Linked DNA regions of Mus musculus: region 2 is linked to region 1. The links are chromatin contacts, called in public promoter capture Hi-C maps. All regions are on one chromosome and are shown on one strand. Each heading gives the region's core, a stretch centred on a gene start, on an enhancer-like site or on the middle of the called end of the contact. The rest is flanking DNA. Distances are from core to core; before and after follow the strand shown.

Region 1 (6,276 bases), core at 1,228-3,727:
GCATTGGGTATTAGAAGAACAGACCCCGACAGTGGCCGGTTTTTATTCAACAACTACCTAGGCATGCCTGCAATCCCAGTACTAGAGAGGCTGAGGCGGTGTGAGGATCTCAAGTTCAAGGCTAGCCTGGCCTACACAGTGAGATCCTGTGGCCAGAGAACAAACGGAGCTGTCATTCCTCAGGCACCTTCTACCTTGTTTTTTGAGACAGGGTCTCTCACTGTTCTGGAAGTCACAGGGTCACCTAGGCTGACTATCCGGTAAAGTTTAATCCTCCTGTCTCAGCATCCTTCCCACGGGGATTAAGGATGGCTCTTTTACAAGGATTCTGGAGACTGAACTAAGGTCCTAGCCTTGTTAAGCAAGCACTTTACTTACCTAACCCCAAGCTCTTTAAAACAAAATGTTTTTGGAGCAAGTGCAGCCAGTGAATGCTCTCTAAAGACTGAGGACTTCTTCAGGAGAAAGGCTGGTGAGGGTATGGTTATGGTAAGGCAGCCATAGTCATCGAGGAGTAAAGGGGACACCCTGGAATTTGGGATAGAACGGTGGTCCAATGGTAAGGGGTGCGACATGAGTCTTCCCGCGATCAAGGGGACTGTGCAGAGGAGGCTAAGGCAGAGCCTGCGAGCCCCAGGGATGTGTTTATCTCTCTGGAGCTGGGGATCCAAGTGCATACTATCACACCCAGATTTTTGATGTGGGTTCGGGGGATGGGATTCATGTTTTCAGCTACCCAGAATTCATGGCCAACCTGTGTTTCATGTGAGCCTGTTAAAAGAAAGAGGGGGAGCTGTGGGAAGGGAACAGAAGGGGAAGGGGGAAAGAAAAAAGAAGGGAAGAGGAAGGGAGAGGAGGGGAATGGGAGGGAGAGAAGGGGAAAGGGAGGGGAGGGGAGGGGAGGAGAGAAAACCAAAAGAGATGAGGTTTGGGCAAAGCCTGCTGGGAGCTGATGATGTCAGTTATGGGATCATAGGGAGTTTAAGGTCAAGGGTATTCAGGAGGAAGTAACCAAGACACAGCTGGGTATCTGAGTCGGGAACAAGAGATTGGAGAGTGGCAGGGACAAATGAGGTCACCCAGGAAGGCTGCTCTGTGAGCCAGAGACACCAACCTTCACATGGGGGCTGAGCAGCTATCCATGAAAAAAGACGGTTGGAAGGTCCCGGAAAAAAGCAGCAGGGGAGAGTAGCAGTGAGGTGCCCGGTGGTGTCAGAACGGTGATGGTGGCGCTGGCTGGGGTGGGAGGTGTATGTCCAGCTACTCTGGATGTGGAGGCCGTAAGATCACAAGGTCAAGGTCAGCCTGGGCCATTGGTTGAGACCCTTTGCCAAAATAAAAGGCAAATAAATACAAGGGCTGAAAAGATGGCTCAGTAGGCAAAGCACTTGCTGCACAAGGCATGAGGACCCAAGTTCAGATCCGCAGAACCCAACTTGTAAGGAGAACATTTGTCTGTAATCCCAGGCCTCTTCTTACAAAATGGGAGGAGACAGGCGAAGCCCCAGAAGCTCAAGGCTGGCTAGCCTCTCTACAGAGTGACAAACCTGTATGGTTTGGTAAACCCTGCCCTTTGTACTCCGTGTGTACATGTTAGCTCAACCATCACACACAAACACAGGCACAAATACAACACACATGCACAAAACATGTTTAATCTCAAGTAAGGGGCTGGGGGCGTGGCTCAGTGGTAGACCCCCCCTGCCTAGAATCCCCCAGGGAGGAGCTGGGGGCGTGGCTCAGTGGTAGAGCCTCTGCCTAGAATCCCCCAGGGAGGAGCTGGGGGCGTGGCTCAGTGGTAGAGCAGCCTAAAATCTCCCGGAAGGGGGGGGGCGGGGGGAGGATACAGGTGAGAAATGCATGAAGGCAAGTAGAAAGCCGAGGTGTGGTGGTGTAGAGAGGTGTGGGGTGACGCCTGACAGCTGATGTTGCCCTTTTCTCAGGGCACATTCCAGCAGATGTGGATCTCCAAACAGGAATACGAGGAGGGAGGGAAGCAGTGCGTGGAGCGGAAGTGCCCCTGAAGTTGCCCCCCTCCCCCAAATACCCGTCCACCCCATCCACGGAGAAACGCCAGAGGGGCGTTCTACCAGCCAGAAATCCAAAAGCGCTGAACTCTCCCTTTCCCATTACCCTCTTCTCTCTTACCCACATCTTCTTAGACTGTGATGTTCCTGAGTTGAAAGAAGAAAAAAAAAAAAGAACTTTTATGAAAATCAAGTGTTTGACTTCTTTGGGGGAGAATGGGGGCGTGGGGATCTGGTGAGATGCCAGAGAGAGACACACCTACATTCGTGCTACTCTGGGGCACGAATTTCTTAGGTTTTAGTGGGGTCAGGACTCTGGAAGGACCAGGAAGAGTCTGTACTGAGCTGGTTGTTGGTTCAGGGCTGCTCCAGAAAAGGACGTGCGGGGGCGGAGTCCTCTGGGGCGGGGCCTGGGGGCGTGCTCTAGTGGGTGTGGCCTCAGTAGGCTTTGAGTCTCCTGGGAGCATGGTCCAAGAAACCCAGAGACCTGTTGCTGAGCTGAACTTGGCTGCTGTGTCTTCCCACTCAGGACTCGGCTTTGACAGGCACGAGGCAGGGACTGGGGTACTGGTGAGCCCCTACCTCTCAGATCTTTCTGGACCTGGGTAGGACCCGCAGTTTCCCAGGGGAAACCTGGACCAGAAGTAAGGGTGAGGTGGACCCTGAACTTTCCCATTCACAGCTGCAGGTCCTGGTGTCTTCGTCGCGGCTTGGATTTCAAACTGGAGGGTAAACTGCGGTTATGGCCCTTCATCAAAATTTTAGAGTCGTAGACCCCGAAGGAGAAACACTTAAGTCCTTTAGTGATCCAAGGGGTGCTGGGGAGGACTGTGGCTTGGCCAAGACCTTTTCTGCCCCCCTAACGGTGAGGTGGAAACCCATAGTTTCCTGACTCCAAGACCCACTCGTCGGTTTCTTTTGACCTCTTTACCTCATTCCTAACACTTCCTCCCCAGCAACCAAGCAGATTCCAGACAGACAGACAGACAGACAGCTTTGTGGTCAGATTAAACCACCAAGTCACCCCACTGAGATACCGCTGTTTGGAATCTGAGACAGGGGTTGGGGCAGGAAGACCGGCTAACGGGTTATTTGGAAGGCTGTGTGCTGGGAAAACCTAGCAACCAGACCCAAGAGGTGGGAAGGGGCAGACGTTTTCATGGTGAAACTTCCAAGGGGGCTGGGGACTTTCCCCAAGGACACCCTGAGAGAGTGAAATCAGGGAAAAGGAGGGATTTACCTATATCTCCCCTCCCCCCTCACGTTAAGCCCCCCCATCCCCCAACCTGTGACGGGAACCAAGTTGGCCAAAGTCTGCTCTGAGGTTTAAAAAAAAAAAAATTGATTGTTTTGCAGTCTGCCCGCAACAGTGGGGTTTGTGGAAAGATTGGTGAGAGAAGGCACTGCCCCTTGCGGTCTAGCATGAACCAGGGGGAATGTCTAGAAGGCTGGACTGAGGCCAGACTGTGCCCCCACCCTTATGGGGAATGAGAAACGGCCTAGGTTCAGGCTGCCTGTCAGGGCTGATAAGGGGCCCTCTAGGGCTCCCACAAACGGTTTATCGGGGTTTTGTGTGTGTGTGTGTGGACTACTTGCAGAGTTCAGGAGGGGGCACAAGCATGGAGCAACGTTGGGGTCTACTTCGGAGAGTGGTAAGACCACGGGGGTGCGGAGTTGTGGTTACACACATTAGGTCTTCCTTCGTGTCCCTTAGGCAACTCCCTAATGCATAAGGTTGGCCCCACTGGTCCTCCTTGGGTCCCTCCTCTCCAGCCTCCAGAGCTCCCTTCCTCCTGGCCGGAGTCAGTGACACCATTCTTGCCTAACCCTCAGCCAACTCTTAGGCCCCCTCCCGTAATCTCATGCCTACCTCACCCCTCCACTCAGCAACAGTGGTCCCCAAGACCCTCTCAGACCATCTACAGACGCGTGGAAGGCCCTCAGCTGGAGCACCTGGAGGAGGAAGACAGGGAGGAAGGGGCGGAGCTTCCTGCCCAGTTCTGCCCCATGGAACTCAAAGGCCCTGAGCACTTAGGCTCCTGTCCCGGGAGGTCAATTCCCATACCCTGGGCTGCAGCAGGTCGAAAGGCTGCCCCCTATCTGGTCCTGATCACCCTGCTAATCTTCACTGGGGGTGAGTCTTCCCTCCCTCCTCCTGGGCTGGGGGCATTTCTGGGGTCTAGTAGAAGAGAGCACAAGAGAACCCCATCTTCCCACCTGCCAGCCTTCCTCCTAGGCTACGTGGCCTTTCGAGGGTCCTGCCAGGCGTGTGGGGACTCCGTGTTGGTGGTCGATGAAGATGTCAACCCTGAGGACTCCGGCCGGACCACGTTGTACTGGAGCGACCTCCAGGCCATGTTTCTCCGGTTCCTTGGGGAGGGGCGCATGGAAGACACCATCAGGTAAGATCACAGCCTGGCTGCTGCGTGGTCCAGTGTCCAGTCATCAGCTCAGACTGGAGGAGCCCCATCACTTCACGTGTTGCCCAAAGTCCTTTCTTGGGTCTTCCCACGAGCCTCTCTGGCCTCCCTGCTCAGCGGTCCTTGGAAGGATGGCAGACACCAGGAGCTCAGTATCCAAAGGCCAAAGACATCACAGATGGTTTATTTAGGAGATAGGTAGCTGGGTGGATGAAGACAAGGGACCAGGGCCTGGTGGCACGTGTCTGTCATCCCAGCACGCAGGAGGATTAGGAATTTGAGGTCATCCTGGACTATGTATTAAATTGGAGGCTGGCCTAGGATGTATGAATCCCCATCTCAAAAGCAGAAATAATTTGTAAAGTTAAATGACATTTTAATTTTATGTTATGTAACGAACAGGTAATGAAGAATGGGTATGAGAAAAAAAAATTAATATTTTTTCAGCATGTACTGAGTCGACCACATGATTTTTTTTTCTCTTTGAGTTTTTTTTTTTTTTTTTTTTTTTTGAGACAGGGTTTCTCTGTATAGCCCTGGCTGTCCTGGAACTCACTTTGTAGACCAGGCTGGCCTCGAACTCAGAAATCCACCTGCCTCTGCCTTCCGAGTGCTGGGATTAAAGGTGTGTGCCACCACGCCCGGCTTGAGTTTCTTTTTTTAGTTATTTAGTTTTTATTGGAGTGTGGTGTTTGGATGCCACTGAGCATGTGTGATGGTCAGAGGACAGCTTGCAATGTGGCTGGTTTTCTCCATCTACCATGTGGGTCCCAGGAATTGAACTCAAGCCCTCATTCTTAACACTAAACACCATTTGCCTGCTGAGCCATCCCACTGCCCTTCTCCCAGATGTGGGCTTTGAACCTAGAGCCTTGAGTGCTGGTACTCGACTGATGAGCTACATCTCTAGCCCCTTACTGTTCTGTTTGATTTCATTTGTATAGGTTTTACCTTTTTGGGGATGAGGTCTTGTGATATAGCCCAGGCTGGCCTCAAGCTTGAGGTCCTCTGGCTTCAGCTTCCCAAGTGCTAGGATTATAGATTTATACCTGGGTTTTCCTCCTCTTCCTCCTCTTCTTCCTCCTTTTCTTTCTCCTCCTCTTCTTCTTCCTCTTCTGCACTTAGGATTGGAGTTTTGATACACCAATGGGAGTTTGATCAAAATAGATGGCTTTATTTCGCTAAAAAGACCTCCAATCTGAGGCTGGGGCTATAGCTTGGGGGACAGAGAACTCACCTCACGTGATCCCCTGTGTGGCATGAACTAAGTGTGCTGGCTCATGCCCATGATCCCAGCACCTGGGAAGTGAGAGCGTGAGGATCAGGAGTTCAAGGCCCTCCTCAGCTGCATCATGTCTTCCAGGACATATGAGACCTTGTCTGGCCCCCACCCCCACCCCAAACCTATGAGCTCCCTACTGCTGAATTTTCCCAAATTCCCATCCTCTACAATGTAGTAAGGAATTTTTGAAGAGACAATACATTGAAAACTCTGGAAATGTGGGATGACGGACGTCTATGTTTCAGTCCAAGAAAGACAGACAGACCTGCAGATACAGTGAGGATGAAGGGAGGAAACAAGAGCCTCAAAAGGTCTAGTTGGAAAGTGGGATTCAGAGCTGGCAAGATGGCTCAGCAGGTAAAGGGGATTGCTGCTAAGCCTGACAACCTGAGATCAGTCCCCAGGATCTCAGGGCGGGAGAAGAGAACCTGGTTCTAATTTCTCCTCTCATCTCCACATGCTCACGGTGCCATTTTTGGTATGTGTGAACATATGGGTCAGAGTACACACACACACACACACACACACACACACACACACACTAAAT
Region 2 (6,395 bases), core at 3,667-6,166, 59 kb after region 1:
AAGGGAAGTGTACAGTTAAGAATGGCAGCTCTCTTCCAGGGCCGGGCACCAGAACTCTGGTCACGGATTCGAGGGCTGAGCCTTCGACAGATGCGCCTCCACACGCCCTCAGCATCACACACTTCATGGAAGTAGTGGCAGGTCTGGCCTAGGGCGACCAAGTCTTTGACTGGGAGGAAGGAGACAATGTGTTCCACCTGTGGAGGAGCAGGAGGGAGGAGGGGGAGTCACAGAGTGCTCCTCAGCCCTGCAGTCACCGTCCTCCCCATAAACCCTAAAGACTCACCAGCTCTGGGGGGAACAACTGAACAGAAATAGGGTTCCCTCTTTCCTTCTTTTCACTCCCAGCCTCCAGGCCACAAGAAGGGCAGCTGCGCTTCACCTGCCAGAGGAGAAAGGACAAGGGTTCAGTGGGGAGTCACGCCTTTTTTTTTCTCTGCTGTTCAAACTAGTTTTTTAAAAAAACAAACAAACAAAAAAAAAAACCCTCCTGCTTTGGGGTTCATCCAATTCCAACCCTATGCTAGCAAATCCAGCCCTCCCACCTCTCTCCAGGACTTGGGTCTTCATCCCTCCCTTGCCTGCCTTATTCCTGGACCTGTCCCTGGACTTCTTGCTGCTAGTCAACTCCCTGCCCTTCCCTTGCCTGGCCACCCCCCTCACCCTGAGCCCCTCCTCCTGTCTGCACAGCCTGGTCAATTTTTTCAGCTTCTGTCTCCGGCTTCTCCTCACCATCCTGACTGGCCCCTCCCTGCTCCTGCCCTCATCTCTCCAGGCCCCTCGGCTGCCCAGGCCCCAGGCCCCCGTCCCCGCTGCCTTTCCCACACCATGTCCCCAGTCTAGGCTTGGGGGGCCTCAAGGGCCCCTCTATCATCTAGGCCCCACCCCCATGGAGTCTGGGGCACATAAACCTTTTTGTGACCTCACTGTCCAGCAACTGTGACCTATTCTCCTTAGCCTGACCCCAGAGGTAGCTTCTGGGTTCTCGCTCAGTTATGGCTGCCAGAGGGCTCATGGGATACATGCTTTATTGGAGATATAAAGAGTGAGCTACTGATAGATGGTAAGTCCTTCCTCTTCTAGGAAGTTGTAGCAGACTCAGTTTTCAACTGAACTCTGAAGAGAAAAACTGAGAACTCCTAAGTAGTACCGGGCTTCCAGGGGATTTGTATCTCCAGGGTACAAAGCCCAAAAAAAGGATAGAGCTGGCTGTAAGCTCAGTAGGTAGAGTGCTTGCCTGTCTTGCATGAGTCCCTGGGTTTGATTCCTCACACCAGATAAAGCCCAATATGGCCGTGCACACTTGCAATCCCAGCACTCGGGAAGTGGAAACAGGAGAATGAAGAAAGGAGTCCAAGGTCATTGTTGGCTGCATAATGCATCTGAGGCCACTCTGCATTACTGCATTACATGAGACATTATCTCAATAAAATAAAATAAAATGTTGGCCGACAAAAACAATGGAGAAAAGGGGACCCCACCTCTAACTTTCTGCTCACAGAAGCAAGATGCACGCAAGAACAATTGAGTATCAGTTCTTTAGTCTCATTGAGAACAAGTCCAGAGTCACGCGCTGCTTTCTCGACGGCCAGCAGCCTGGTTGCATGAGGAGAGGACAAGCTAATGAGGCGAGGGGAGGGGGAGGAGGGAGAATGAGCTCTGGAGGTCAGGGCATCCTCCACTTGGCGTTTTCTGTGGAGTGACATACTGTCCAGACAAGGTAGCATCTGATAGGTAGGGGGAGGTCTACACCAATAAATGATGGAACTATGGCTCTCCCAGGAGCTTAAAAGGACTTAATCCTGTTAGACAACCAGTGCAAAAACGCGCAGCAGATCCATTCATTGACTCTGGCCAGCTGTTTCTCACCCACACCAGCTCCATCATCTGTGTTAACCAGGAGATGCAGCTCCTGCGCAGGGCATATGCTTAACATGTGCGTGGCTTTGGAGCCCAACCCTGCTTTCTTATGGTAACTAGCAAACAGCTACTTTGGGAACCTAAGAACCTAAGAAGGGATTTTAATGATGAAGAAGAATTCTGTTACATCCATAGTGTGTGTGTGTGTGTGTGTGTGTGTGTGTGTGTGTGTGTGTGTGCAGGCGCGCGCGTGTGCAAGTGCTATGTAGCACACAGGTGGAGGTCAGCTTGAGAGCAGTTTCTCTCTTCCTAACCTGTGGGTCCTGGGAATAGAACATTCCTTTACCCTCTGAGCATTTATTCAGTCCAATCTTGAAGTGTTACTTTTTGAGGCAGAATCTCACTATGTATCTCTGGCTATCCTAAAACTCAGTATATAGGGTTAGGGTTAGGGTTAGGGTTAGGGTTAGGGTTAGGGTTAGGCAGGGTTAGGCCGTGAGTTTGGCTGGCCCTGAACTCACAGATCCACCTGCTTCTGCCCCCTGATTACTGGGACTAAAGGAGTGCATTGCTACATCCAACTTTTTTTTTTTTTTAAATATTTACTTAGCCGGGCGTGGTGGCACACGCCTTTAATCCCAGCACTCGGGAGGCAGAGGCAGGCAGATTTCTGAGTTCGAGGCCAGCCTGGTCTACAAAGTGAGTTCCAGGACAGCCAGGGCTATACAAAGAAACCCTGTCTCAAAAACCAAAAAAAAAAAAAAAAAAGATTTACTTTGTGTGTGTGTGTTTCGTGCATGTATGAGTACCATATAAATGCCTGGATGCCATGGAACTGGGAGTTTCAGACGGCTGTGAACTGCCATGTGGCTGCTGTGAATACCATCTGGGTCCTCTGCAAGAGCAGCAAGTGCTCACAGCTTCTCAGATCTCTCTCCCCAGACTCCTTTTTAATTGTGTATGCCTGTGTGTACGGGTGGAGGGACGTGCCTGTGAGACCAATGCCTGTGGTGGCTAGAAGAGAACCCTGGGAGGCCAGGAGCAGGAGATCCAAGCTGTTGTGAGCCACTCTCTTGGGTGCTTAGAACAGAAGTAGACCAATATACATTATTGGCCAGCTAAACTCACTCTCCAGCCCCCAGTCTCTAATACTTTAGTGTCTAGGCATATCAGTATAGCAGGAATGACCAGAGATGAGAGAGCAACTTCAGTTACTGGTGGTCAGGCAACACGGAAAGCAGACGTGGTCTTCTGTCACTACACAAGATTTTAAGCTCTCTAATCGAGCCCTGCATGAGGGTGCACACCTATAATCCCAGCACTTGAGAGGTGGTAACAGTCAGGAGTTGTTCATGGTCACTCCTAGCTACATCACCAGTTAGAGGCCAGCTAGAACTATAGGAGACCTTGTCTCTGAAAGCCAGTCTCCCTCTTTTCCTTTAGGTCACCATGCCACCCACATTGAGAAAAAAAGACTGAAATTATGGGGCCATGTTAGCCACAGCTACAGCCACATTGGTAAGCTGTGGAGGCACCCAAGAGGGAAGGGGGATGCTTAGTGGCATGCCTCACCACAGGATTAACCTTGGAAGAGCCGAGGCGATTAAGGGTGTTGGGATGCCTGTTTTCTAATGACTAGAAGCCACACAGGGAGGTTCATTAAACGCTAACATTCTTCTAAAAGCAAATCTCAAAGGAAAAAAAAATATTCTTTTACTATTATCTCTCACATCTGGGACTCCTTCCTGTATCTCAAGAAGTTTTCTGGGGTTTTTTTGTTTGTTTGTTTGTTTGTTTGTTTGTTTTTGTTTTTAAAAAAGGTTAGTTTGGAGTTATGTAGTCCAGGCTTGCCTGGAATTGACCTCGAAGTCCCGATCCTTCTGCCTCCTCTTTTTAAGAACTGTCACGACAGGCTCATGCCACCACACCCAGCTTCAAATAAGAGGTTTCCAATAGACAAAGTCTGTTATGAAAGTATGTGTGGGGGAGTTCTACTGGAGGTCTGAGATTTGTCCAGCTTCCCTTTCCTCATTTATAAAAAACCCGAGGTCTTAGCCGGGCGGTGATGATGCACGCCTTTAGTCCCAGCATTCGGGAGACACAGGCAGGAGGAGCTCTTGAGTTCAAGGCCAGCCTGGTCTACAGAGCAAGTTTCAGAACAGCCAGGGCTACACGGAGAAATAAATCCTGTCTCGGAAAAGCAACAAACAAAAAACCCCCAAAGATCTTGTTCTAGAGGCCATGAGATCCTTCGTAGTCTCTAAAGTTTGGTCTGGCCATCACAAGTCTTCTCCAGGGGGACTTTGGCAGGTCTGACGACTTTCCCTCTCTGAACTGGAAACCCCCTCACCGGTCATCCCCAGCATTCCCATTAGGGACTCAAGACTGCGCAGGAGGAAATGGTCCCTTCTGTTGAGACAACAGCCTGAGTGCTGAGTGGGGCATCCCTCGCCCTTCCTCACTTCTCGGATGCTGGTTTGCTCCCCAGTAAGCACAGCTAGTACCCAACCCTAACCCTGCACTGTCAGGCCGCCCAGCGCGCGCCTTTTACGATCTTTACCTGCGTCTCAAAAATTCTAGCTCACCCACCTCCTTCTGTCTAGCGAATGGAGCACCTCCTAGCCCATGCTATTGGTAGGCAGAACCGTCCCTCAGAGAAGAGGCCGGGACAGGTTCCTTTTGTAGGTTCTAATTGGTCTTCTTCACAGTCACTCGCCTGAATCTAGATTGCAATTGGTCTTGGTTGAAAAAGCAGGTTTGTGGTCTCTGGGTCTCTAATACCCTAAAGTTGAGACCTGTAGTCCCCGCCTCCTGGGCGGGTCTCATTGGCTCCATCTCCAGCCTCGAGAGTTGTGATTGGATGTCGCTGCGCGGGGCGGGCCGACCAGGAACCGCGGCCGTTGGCGGGGTGCTCCTCTTCACCCCTCCCTTCCCTCAGTGTAATCTAGAATTGAGAGGCTCCACCCCCTGCCGTTTTCTGATTGGGCACTTCTAACGCGTCTCTGGTTCATGATTGGTCCGCGGAGTTCCTGACCCTCGCTTCCTCCCTTCAGTGGGGACTACGGCGGCTCCGAGGAGGGGGAAGGGCGAGAAGGGCCGGCCGGTGCCGTCAGTCAGGCAGGGGGAGCCGCCGAGAGCGGATGGCGGCAGCAGTAGCGGGCCCACTCGCCGCCGGGGGTGAGGAAGCTGCAGCTTCAGTGTCCTTGCCAGGGTCTCCTGGTCTACCTGGGAGCCGTAGCGCAGAACGAGCCCTAGAGGAGGCTGTGGCCACCGGGACCCTGAACTTGTCCAACCGGCGTTTGAAGCACTTCCCCCGGGGCGCGGCCCGCAGTTACGACTTGTCAGACATCACCCAGGCTGGTGAGTTGCGCTGGTGCCCAGAGAGCAGGGGACCCATACTGGACTGCGACCCTCATTTGCATAGCCCCGCCTCGCGTTCGATTGGGCCCACCCCTTCACCTGGCAGTCTTGAACGCTCGCCCCTTGGGATTGGCATTGAGCCCGCGACCTCCCCTCCCCTGTGTAAGAACCACTGGACAATGAGTTCGCTTCAAGAGTGCACAGAACACTTTTGGCCGAGCTCTAGGAGACTCTTCCCCTTTATTTGCATATTGCGCACCTGTAGCATGGTCCCGCCCCTCACCTGGTTGGCTTCTTCAACCCTAGATCTGATCAACCCTTAAAGCAAACTTCCATGTAGAATCTATCATTAATCGCTACATTTTCACCCTTTTAGTCGTTTCCAACGTCTTTCTCACCCGTCCACCACAATCCCAACAAGCCCCGTTATCTCTTTCCTAAAGGGTCGCTCCTAACAACCCGACGTTTCTGCTTGCTTTTCCGTAGTCTCCCCAAGTCCCAGCCCCTCTCCGCCGTCCACCCCAGCCTATCTATGTGAAAGAAGTGAATCTCTCGCCCTTAACTTTCCACCCATTATCCCCCTATCCCCTTTCTCTTCTTCCTGGTTTTATGAGGTCACTGTGGAGTTTGTGATCTCATAGGAACCCTACAATTCTGCTTTCCCCTTAGGGGAGAAACTTGAGGCAGCTTGCTGAAAGGAAGGACATTGTATCTCTTAGCTAGGAGTGCTGACCTCCTGGAGACTCTCCAGTCCCTGCCCTCAGGACCCCTCTAATCATGTCCACCCCACCCTGGTGTGTGTGTGTTTGGGATCCCACTAATCATGGACACTCTACCCTTGGGTCTGCTATGGCCAGGCACTGGGGACTGTACTATGACAGGTGAGTCAGGCTGCTTAGGAGGCAGCCTATGAACTTGGGCTGGCAGCTGAGGGCGGGGAATCACAACAGAGGGCTACATTCCGGGAGCCCCACCCCAGTCTGGGCTGGAGTGTTAGGGCCCCTTCTGCTCCTCTCATCTGGTCCAGGGCTGGATCAAGCTGGATCAAAGAACACATTGCTCCAGTAGGTTCCTGCCCACCTGCAATTGTACCAGGCTGGCTGGGGCACAATCTCCTCTTACAGCTCTGGAGAGAAAAAGTTTAAATCTCTCTGTTTTTAAATGCTTTTTCCCTA

The links. Capture Hi-C pulls out chosen DNA fragments and counts their contacts.
Region 2: a contact with region 1 is called in a promoter capture Hi-C map of adipose tissue. The contact joins the promoter of Lrch4 here to the promoter of Tfr2 in region 1. A contact is called at or near these places in 6 of 39 promoter capture datasets (the C10 cell line, cranial neural crest, erythroid cells and 3 more), 6 of 484 Hi-C or Micro-C datasets (CD4 T cells, the G1E-ER4 cell line, the N1E-115 cell line and 2 more), 6 of 115 datasets of contacts at active chromatin or transcription factors (the HPC-7 cell line, the SCID.adh cell line, bone marrow-derived macrophages and 2 more) and 3 of 9 other capture datasets (adipose tissue, liver and pancreatic islet).

Annotation. Positions count from the first base shown.
Region 1 is chr5:137,567,363-137,573,638 of GRCm38.p6, forward strand. Tfr2 (transferrin receptor 2) reads left to right here and starts at 2,478. Exons shown (of 20, transcript NM_015799.4): 1 at 2,478-2,572; 2 at 2,710-2,756; 3 at 3,626-3,679; 4 at 3,915-4,161; 5 at 4,252-4,429. The coding sequence starts at 3,647. Actl6b (actin-like 6B) reads left to right here. Exons shown (of 14, transcript NM_031404.5): 14 at 1,944-2,218. The coding sequence ends at 2,024.
Region 2 is chr5:137,624,207-137,630,601 of GRCm38.p6, forward strand. It overlaps Lrch4 (leucine-rich repeats and calponin homology (CH) domain containing 4), which reads left to right and starts at 4,917. Exons shown (of 18, transcript NM_146164.2): 1 at 4,917-5,220. The coding sequence starts at 5,001. Gm20605 (predicted gene 20605) reads left to right here and starts at 4,917. Exons shown (of 22, transcript NR_033148.1): 1 at 4,917-5,220. It overlaps Fbxo24 (F-box protein 24), which reads right to left and starts at 872. Exons shown (of 10, transcript NM_027708.1): 1 at 733-872; 2 at 287-382; 3 at 14-197. The coding sequence starts at 735.